Linked DNA regions of Salvelinus alpinus: region 1 is linked to region 2. The links are chromatin contacts, called in public Hi-C maps. All regions are on one chromosome and are shown on one strand. The core of a region is the stretch at or near the end of the contact, and the rest is flanking DNA. Distances in the headings are between cores, read along the strand shown.

What was found. A called contact is a pair of places that touch in the nucleus more often than the background predicts.
Region 1: a contact with region 2 is called in a Hi-C map of red muscle, with 5 times the contacts expected there. The contact joins the promoter of LOC139576512 here to the promoter of b3galt8 in region 2.

Annotation. Positions count from the first base shown.
Region 1 is chr5:64,528,579-64,533,262 of SLU_Salpinus.1, forward strand. LOC139576512 (rab-like protein 6) reads left to right here and starts at 1,339. Exons shown (of 16, transcript XM_071402699.1): 1 at 1,339-1,525; 2 at 4,537-4,684. The coding sequence starts at 4,558.
Region 2 is chr5:64,341,282-64,346,022 of SLU_Salpinus.1, forward strand. b3galt8 (beta-1,3-galactosyltransferase 8) reads right to left here and starts at 2,609. Exons shown (of 1, transcript XM_071402688.1): 1 at 1-2,609. The coding sequence starts at 2,416. The coding sequence ends at 1,427. tncb (tenascin Cb) reads right to left here. Exons shown (of 22, transcript XM_071402685.1): 22 at 3,130-4,741.

The DNA of each region.
Region 1 (4,684 bases), core at 89-2,588, 190 kb after region 2:
AATACACCCCCTCAAGAAGTCACTGCATGTCACACCAGCATCCAGCTCTGCAGGAGTTTGATGTATGAATTGTGTAAAAACTGTAGGAAATAGGTCCCAAAGTGTCAAGAATAATAAACAAGAAAAAGTATGAGCAATAACAATAGTGTGTTTTACATGCTGCAAGCACAGAAATAACACATTTTCATATATTGTTATAACAGAAAATAGGACTAACATAAAACTGAATAGCCAGCATCTTACCATCAAAACAAACACCCCACAGTTGTTTGAGAAACCTTGCTTTGGTAGGCCCTGCGGTGTGAACAACGTACAATTTTCAATAAAGGAATGACAATCAAATGGTACAGTTCAGTGGAACAATTTAAAGGAATATCTAACCTGAACATCATCCACACCAAAAGTCCTCCAAGGTCCAGGGAACAAGATCCAAGCAATGTTTCTGTGAGCACAGTGTGTGTGAAAGTAAAGAAAAAGTACAATTCAGCAGCTTTTTAATACTCCAGCATGCATAACAGGTTTGAACACAGTTGGAACTGAATTAGCCCAAGTATTTTTCACAACATTTATTGGTGTTGCTGGACCAGAAAATGTATTTGACTGCAAACACACCATTTCTCACAATGCACTCACATGCCAAAAATCTTTCCTTGGACACAGTTTCAAAGCAATGTGTATGCTTTCTTCGTAAATGTGTTTTGAAGTTCCTTTTTTTAACTTCAGTTTGCAGTGTGGACAAGCTAAAATGACTTTTCTTGACTTGTCATGTATGTTGGGACCAGGTGATTTCATTATTCTATATACTGTGTAGACTCACTATGTGTAACTAAGGGAATGGCATCAACGATACACATTTAGAGCCAGCCAAACACAACAACGCATACATTGAAGAAACACAGGAAAAATCAACGATCAAATCGATTACATAACTGTACATGTAAACCTAGGCTTATTGCTCAAGTAGGCAAATTTGTCCAAATAAGATTCCCTCATTGTGAGCAATTAACTAGCTCACGTGCAAATGGGTGCTAATTAACGCTATGCTAAAATCGGTGCGGTAGTTGGTCATATAAAGATATACCACTACACTGGTATAACATGAATATTACAAAGTACATTATGCATAATGACAGTCTCACTTACTTCCATGGTTTATATTTTTTGCCATGTAGGTTAAGTTCGATTAAGATTCGTTTAAGTTTACCTCAATTTGGGTAACCTTGAAGGAGATGGGAAGGGTTCGGTTTAAACGCGTTTGACTCCGCCCACATTGAGACTGGACCCGACGTTTGACTCCGCCCACATTGAGCCCGGCCCGGAACTGCACAGGGGCTTCTCACACAATGGGCGTTAATACGATTCCAATGGAGGTTCCTTTCTCCTCAAAAGTATCTATGGTGCCACCAGGAAGCGAGCTGTTTAGCTAAGAGTGTGCAACGTTAGCGTCTTTCACGTGCATCAGGAGGAGTTGGATTTGGAAATAACCATGTCACCTTTGCTACATTGAAGAATCCTTTGATTGCCGGTGGGTATTTTTAGGACACCACTCAGCACTGTCAACGTAATCCAATGTTACCGCTAGCAAGCTACTTTATCGTGATGCTAACTAACAAGCCACATCGTCAATAACGTCATAAGCTAGGTAGTATACACATTAGTCATGGCAGCATATGTGCCGGTGAGTTTGTGACTATTAGATGCAATCGCAAAACAGGTAAGCAGGTAGCTATCAAACGTTAGCTAGTTAACAAAGTAATATAATCCGAGGGCATATCAGATAGTTAGATCAACATCACACTAGTTAGGTAGCTAACGTGTTCTCTAGTTACACCAGACTCTGCCGGCTAGCTAGCTAACTGTTACTATACTGAACAAAAATTATAAACGCAACATGGAAAGTGTTGGTCCCATGTTTCATGAGCTGTAATAAAAGATCCAAGAAATGTTCCATATGCACAAAAGCTTATTTCTCTGAATTGTTGTGCACAAATTTGTTTACGTCCCAGTTAGTGATCATTTCTCCTTTGCCAAGATAATCTATCCACCTGACAGGTGTGGCATTTCAAGAAGATTATTAAACAGCATGATCGTTACACAAGTGCCACTTGTGCTGGGAACAATAAAAGGCCACTGAAATGTGCAGTTTTGTCACACAACACAGATGTCTCAAGCTTTGAGGGAGTGTGCAATTGGCATGCTGACTGCAGGAATGGCCACCAAAGCTGTTTCCAGAGAATTGAATGTTCATTTTTCTACCATACGCCTCCTCCAGCATTGTTTTAGAGAATTTGTCAGTACGTCCAACCGGACTCACAACCGCAGACCACGTGTAACCACGCCAGCCCAGGACCTCCACATCTGGTTTCTTCACCTGCGGGATTGTCTGAGACCAGCCACCCGGACAGCTGATGAAACGGAGGAGTATTTCTGTCTGAAATAAAGCTATTTTGTGGGGGAAATGGCTCCCCAGTGGGTGGTCCTATACTTAACTGACTTGCCTAGTTAAATAAAGGTTTAACAAGAAATAAAACCCTCCCAGGCCCAACCATGGCTGTGCCTCTGCCCAGTCATGAAAAATCCATAGATTAGGGCCTAATGAATTCATTTTAATTGACTGATTTCCTTATATGAACTGTAACTCAGTAAAATAGTTGAAATTGTTGCATTTATATTTTTGTTCAGTATACCTTGTATCAGCTTATGCCCAAGGAAAAGTGTTACACTGTTAACTTTGGTTAACACTGACAATATTAGAAAAATATACTGTTATGTAAGTTACCCTATTGCTCAGTTGAAAAATCTGAATAGTCAAGAATCGGTTTTCACTAGCCCTTGATCATGACTGTTCCATTATATTACATTTAAGAGTTAATGGACGAAGGCGTTTTCCGGATGTCTGAGGTTGTTTTAGAAAGTGTAGTATTGTGCACATGCTAGGCAGGGATGGTAGGGGGACTCACAACTCATAAACGCATCATATTTTGTCTATGTAGAGTAAGATGATGGCAAGGATCTTCAACTAGTAGGCATAAACCACCTGAGTACTGATATTCATTAGATTTAGTACTATCATTAGTACTGATATTCATTAGATTTTTCTTGAAGGTTGGGTGATTTTGATTAATATTAGTATTTCCTGTAGAGCCTTGGTGTGTAGTGGTAACATACAACTTTCCACCAGAGAACCGGGATCAATCACTGGTTCAACCCTTCCTGCTGTTTCTAGCATTTGCCTATCTCCCTATCTAATTTCATTACTGTCTGAGTAGTGTCAAACCACCCAAACAATGTTTACATACTTTAAATGTCATCCCCCAAAAATGTCTAAGTAACAAAGTTGTTGAATTTTGAGTGTTCATATCATGTTCAAAGCATCCTAAATACACCTGACCTGTGGTTTGAATTTTTTTATTTTTCACCCTGGTCATAAGCCTAAGCCATGTCAAAATATGTAGAATTGCAGGTAATTAGCTTTAAAAAAAAAAATTAAACCCCAGAAATCACTGGTCATATTCCTGCAATGTAGGTCAAGTAACTGAAAGTACAAACATTTAGTATGCATGGAAAGGGTACACCCTGATAGTCATAAAGCAACGCATTTTCTTCTTCAGCCACATTACCTTGTATACACGCTATGTTTAGCTAGCTCAGCGTTCATAGGAATAGGAAAATACGTTTGAATTTTCTTCACCTGTAAACTCAATAATGTGAAAGCCCTGATTACTAAAGTTGTATTAAGATGTCAGGCGTGAAAATCCATTCAGCCATTTTGGCACAGTGACTCACTACCCAAACCAGACGCAACTGGTTTCAAGTGGCCAAGAAACTTTGTGATCTCCTACTGCTATCTAGTGGACGAACTGGGAACCGGACAGCGGATATATTTACAATCAATGGATAGGTAGACTTCAGCTTTCTCCTCATATGTTTATCATTCCTGTAAGACGGAAAAGGTATGGCACGTTGCACAAGCCCTGCACTTTTAAAATGGCTGTGTTCCAATGGGAATTTGGAGCAAGCCTTTTTCAACAGTAATTTGTGACATATTTTATCTCAAACCTAGACTTTCAAATCACTTATTCCCCAATATGGGAGAATTGGGGGAACCCCCACTAAAACTGTTAAATGCTGCGCTACTGCTAAATGCATATAGGGGAAACACTGGTAGTTCAATTTCGCATGTGGTTTCTTTCTTGCAGATGATCGTAACCCAAAACCACATGAGAGAAGAAACTGATACCTGATAAAGCTATTGTCTGCCCTTGAGGAATCCTCTTAGTAGAAAAATCTAGTCGTATACTGAAATACGCAAGTTTACCTACCTACCCATGTATCTTCCTGATGGGGGGTAATGCTACTTCTGTGTACGAAAATACAGTACTACTTTAAAATTCTGGATTCATAGCTTAGGCCTACTTGTGTTGATCAGATCATCACTCAATATAACATTTAAATCTACATCAGTAGTCTAGAAACTCTTCCACCATTTTGTTTCAGTCAAATACACTATATTTCACACATTTCTGACAGGGTTAGTTAGATCAGCTTCCTGTCAAGATGTTTTCAGCTTTGAAGAAGTTAGTTGGTTCTGAACCAGGCCAGCCGAGAGACAAGAGCATCCCTGCTGGCATGCAGTCCATGAACCAGAGTTTACAGAGACGCTTTGCCAAAGGAGTACAATACA
Region 2 (4,741 bases), core at 1,359-3,858:
GTGCTATGGTTAGTGTGACTGGTCCTACAACCATCTGCTGCAGGCTGGCGGAGAGAAGCGGACTGCCGACTCTAATGTTCATGAATCATCCGCCTATTTTAGATCCCGCTCACTAACACATCTCTCTTCTGCTGCAGGGAGATTCTATCATTATATCATAGCTTTACCATCCATCCACCCTGTGATTACACAGCATCTGAGGACATCTTCATTCCTCTGTTAACTTGACTATTTTCCCAAAGCAATTATGTAACAGTCACCGCCAACAAGCACTTCGTTATGATGATATGGATTACTATACTATAACATCAAATAACTAAATAAAGACATAAATATATACATTTTCCTCAGTTAAATTACATTGCATTAAAGATAGTTAGGTGAATTTGGAGTATGGCCTACTTGTTCAATGACACTATTCAGTGCAGAGGATAAAAATGCATTGTAGATAATGTGGAATACATTTTCTGAGGTAGTAGTTGGACAGATTCAATATGTTCTATGATCAGAAGGCACTTCAATAGACATGATTAAATAACATATGTGACTTGTAATGATACTCTGGCCATGACACCACACGCCATTGCATTGTGACGCTGATCTGTTCTCTTCCACGTCATTATAATAGGATAGTGGGTGAACTATGCCACCAGCTGTTTATCAAGTGTAACTGCGAATCTTTGCTTACGTTTGGAATGATTACATCTAATTTTATTTCAACTGCTTTAGTATTAAAGGTCGATAATAAACCTTTCACCTAATTTTAGCTTATAATTTTGCCAACAAACACCAGTCAAGTTCAAGATATTGTGTATGACATCAAAGAACATTGCCTCCACTAGTTGTAATATCAGAGAAAACCAGTGGTGTAAAGTACTTAAGTAAAAATACTTCTAAGTACTACTTAAGTAGTTTTTTGGGGTATCTTTTCTATTTATTTTTTTTACAACTTTTACTTCACTACATTCCTAAAGAAAATAATGTACTTTTTACTTCCTGAATTTTCCCTGATACCCAAAAGTACTCGTTACATTTTGAATGCTTAGCAGGACAGGAACATGGTTCAATTCCCGCACTTATCAAGATAACAAGCGGTCATCCCTACTGCCTCTGATCTGGCCGACTCACTAAACACAAATGCAAAATTTGTAAACTATATCTGAGTGTTGGAGTGTGCCCCTGGCTATCTGTAAATTTGAAAAACAAAAAAATGGAGCCGTCTGCTTTGCTTAATATAAGGAATTTGCAAAATATTTATACTTTTACTTTGAATACTTAAGTATATTTAGAACCAAATAGTTTTAGACTTTTACTCAAGGAGCACAATTGGGTACTTTTTCCACCACTGGAGAAAACAAAGAAACATACACATTCATTTGAGGGCTAGTTATTCCTTTCAGTGCATAAGAAAGACTGGATTGAGACATCAGCAGGTGAGATGGCTTTTCTGAAAGTCACCCCAAATGTCCAGCAGCTCATGTGGTTTAAATCCAGTGACAATGACCCGCGTGGCATACGTACACGTCTCATAATTCAACCGTTTGATCTCAAACAAGTTCCTGGGAGGAAGCAGCGTTTGAGAGTACACAGGCCGGACCCCTAGTATCCTGAGACACAACCCCACATAGACATCCTCCAGAGGAATGGGTCTCACAAACCTGGATGCCCATGAGATCCTGTTGGCCAGGTCAATAGAGAAGACATACCCTGCTCCAGAGACATATGGGGGGAACGTGTCTTCAGGGTAAATGTCCTCAGACAGATGCCACTTACTCTTCCTATCCCTACGAGGCCTGCCGTCACTGATGACTGAGCCTGTGATGTACTTATGCCTGAGAGGGCCACCTTCAACTAACAGCTTATTGACCAGGTAGAACACGTTGACGAAAACGTCTGTGTCCACCTTCATCGCATAAGAGGCACCCTGACAGTGGGTGGCGAGCCAGTCCATGATCATCATGGACTTGATGGTCAGGTTGTGGTAGCTGTCCAGGAAGTCCATTTGGATGATGTCAGCGTGTTCTTTGCTCTCCTTCTCCAGGTCCTGTTGAATGTGGGAGCTTTGTCCCTCCTTGGGCAGGCCCACATAGAACAGAGTGAGGATATCCACATTAGAGATGAGGCCTGGTCTGCCCCATGTCTTTCTGATAGTATCCCTGGACAACCCATCAACGGGTGCCACTGGAACCATTAGCACCAGAAATGGGCTTCTTTCCTTACACACAGATACATGGTTGAGAACGTATTTGTAGGTCTCTGGGGAAATCACCTTGTAAAGTTCCCGAGACAGAGGACTTGGTGTTGATAAATCCGTCTTTGGCTGAGCTTTTTTGTTCAGTAAGATATTAACAACAAATGTGAGTACACCTGCAATGATAAAGAACTTCACTAACCTCCAGTAAGACGTTTTAAGCATTGTAAAGTAATCATATACAATCGGTATCTCGAGTGTATTTTATTTTAATTCCTAAACATATTAATTCCTAGGTTACTGTTTCTGTATTCCCGAAGCACCAAAAGAAAAGCATTCACGGTGGCGACAACATCAAGCTTGCATCATTTCCTTGCTACGATTTCATGTTGCCACTCCCAGGCCAAAGAGCAACCAGGAAAATAGTTTCCGTCTGAGTCAGAGCTCCTTAAACGCTCTGACTACTAAACAGCATACGGGTCATACTGGAATGCCCGGTGGTGGTGATACTAACGTTTTTTCAGCACTGGTGGTTTGTTTACATAGTAGGTTACGATAATTAATGTAGCAGATTAGGTTAATAAGTTTACGGTTAGGAAACGGGTTAGTTACAACGCTACAGCTGTCAACAACTGTTATCCCCGAAGTGACAACTAGATGGCGCTATACTGGTAGCCAACACCGTACAAACTATCAGTCTCCGCAAACCATCAGTATCATAACAGCGGTGCTTTGTTGCGCTAGTGCCCCCTTCACGTGGCATTGATCAATACATGTGATCGATAGGCCTACACCCTACCATAAAAATATAATCTCATTATAATTATGAGGCGTGCATTCTTAGTGCTATAAATATCCTCTAAAATAGGCTATATAGAGACTCTATGGCTCCTTCACGTGAGTGCGTCGAAGAGCTAATGACGAGCCAACTCCAAATATCAAAGGTAAAAACACATTTATTGCGGTAACTGATCGGCGTCTTAAATTAGTTAAAATGTTTTGCTTTAGACAAGATTGAAGACTCGTCATTTTTAAACAAACTTTGTTTTATTGTAATACGTGTTACAGAGAAACACCTGTTGTTCACCCAGTTATAAACCCAAAAAAATGTTAAACCACAGAAGCACAGAAACGTTTCATTTACACAGGTATTCAAGGGACGGGGGTCAGTGGTTTCGTCTCCGGGCATGGGGAGGGGGGAGGGGGGAGAACAAAACAGAATAAGAACAACTTCTCCTTAGTTAATGTTGGTGTGCCCAAATATATGTTTCTCAGCAAGGTGAACACTGTGACATTACAATGTCAATTGGAATTGGCCATTAAACTATTTTCAGCATCAATATATTTTGTATTTCAATACAATATTCCCCTCTGACTCTCTTGTTGCATACATATATGTATCCACATATGTATTTCACATTTTGCAAAAATGTAACAATCACCCACCATTTCATTATATATTGAATAATAGGTCCTGCCTTGGATTTATAAAGGAAATAAAACAAATCAAACACATTGACTTTTTCTCTGGATCCTGTAGCTAATGCATGATAGCTGGAGGAACAAATAGTACTAGCTCAGGTAAATGTGTAAGAAACAATTGCACAGCACTTGCATGACCCACACAACCAATGGAAACACGTCATGTCATCCACATATGTCTGTGCGGTGATGCAGCAGATGATCTATATTCAGAATGTCATTTATTTTGCCCATATCATTTCAGATGACAGTTTGCAGGTTGAGGTGAAAAGGGGATTTCGGGAGAGGGAGAGAGGGAAAGAACAAGTGACAAAGGACGAGTCACACATAGACTAATGAATGACAAGATAGGACTTTCTCTGTGAGCTTTCTATGTGATCTCGCTCCATTTGACATAGACATTTGACATTTGAACGAGTCGTGCGGTTTACGAAGAAAATCCTTTTTGATCAATAATCTCACTTCAATCCAGGAGATCAATAACATCACTACAATCCGGATGATGGAATTGAATGTACACACTGTACAGTATGTGCTTTTGTTGGGTGTTGTGTTATTCAAAGAATATAATTTCTATAATCCAGTTTAGAGGTTACCAGTATTATTGAAGAGGCCCTGACACTAAAACAAGACCACATGTATGTAGACAGCCATGCCCTCTCTGCAAACACCCTAATGAACAAGCTACTGTGGCTGGAGGAGATGGACACACTGTAGAGGCAGAAAACATCAGTATTCTACATGTTAATGTGCCATGCCATACCAGACTCAAATGCACCCCTCCGCTTAGTGCTGTAACATTGTGAGAGTGAGAAGAAAGAAAGAAATGCTTTATACTCGGGTTTCATAGATTAAGCTCTCTTTGGTGCATGTTTAATCAGCGTGGGCTTGGTTGGTGGAGTTCGATTTTTTTTTCACATCAATTTGGCTTTGACAGTATTTATACTGCACACAACCATTTTGTATCAGGTGGGGTTGGATAGTGGAATTTGTAGTGAATTTGACTGAATCTGTGCTTATTTCTGTGAGTGAGCAGGAGGAGGGGTGTCATTTGAGGTGGCTGGGCTC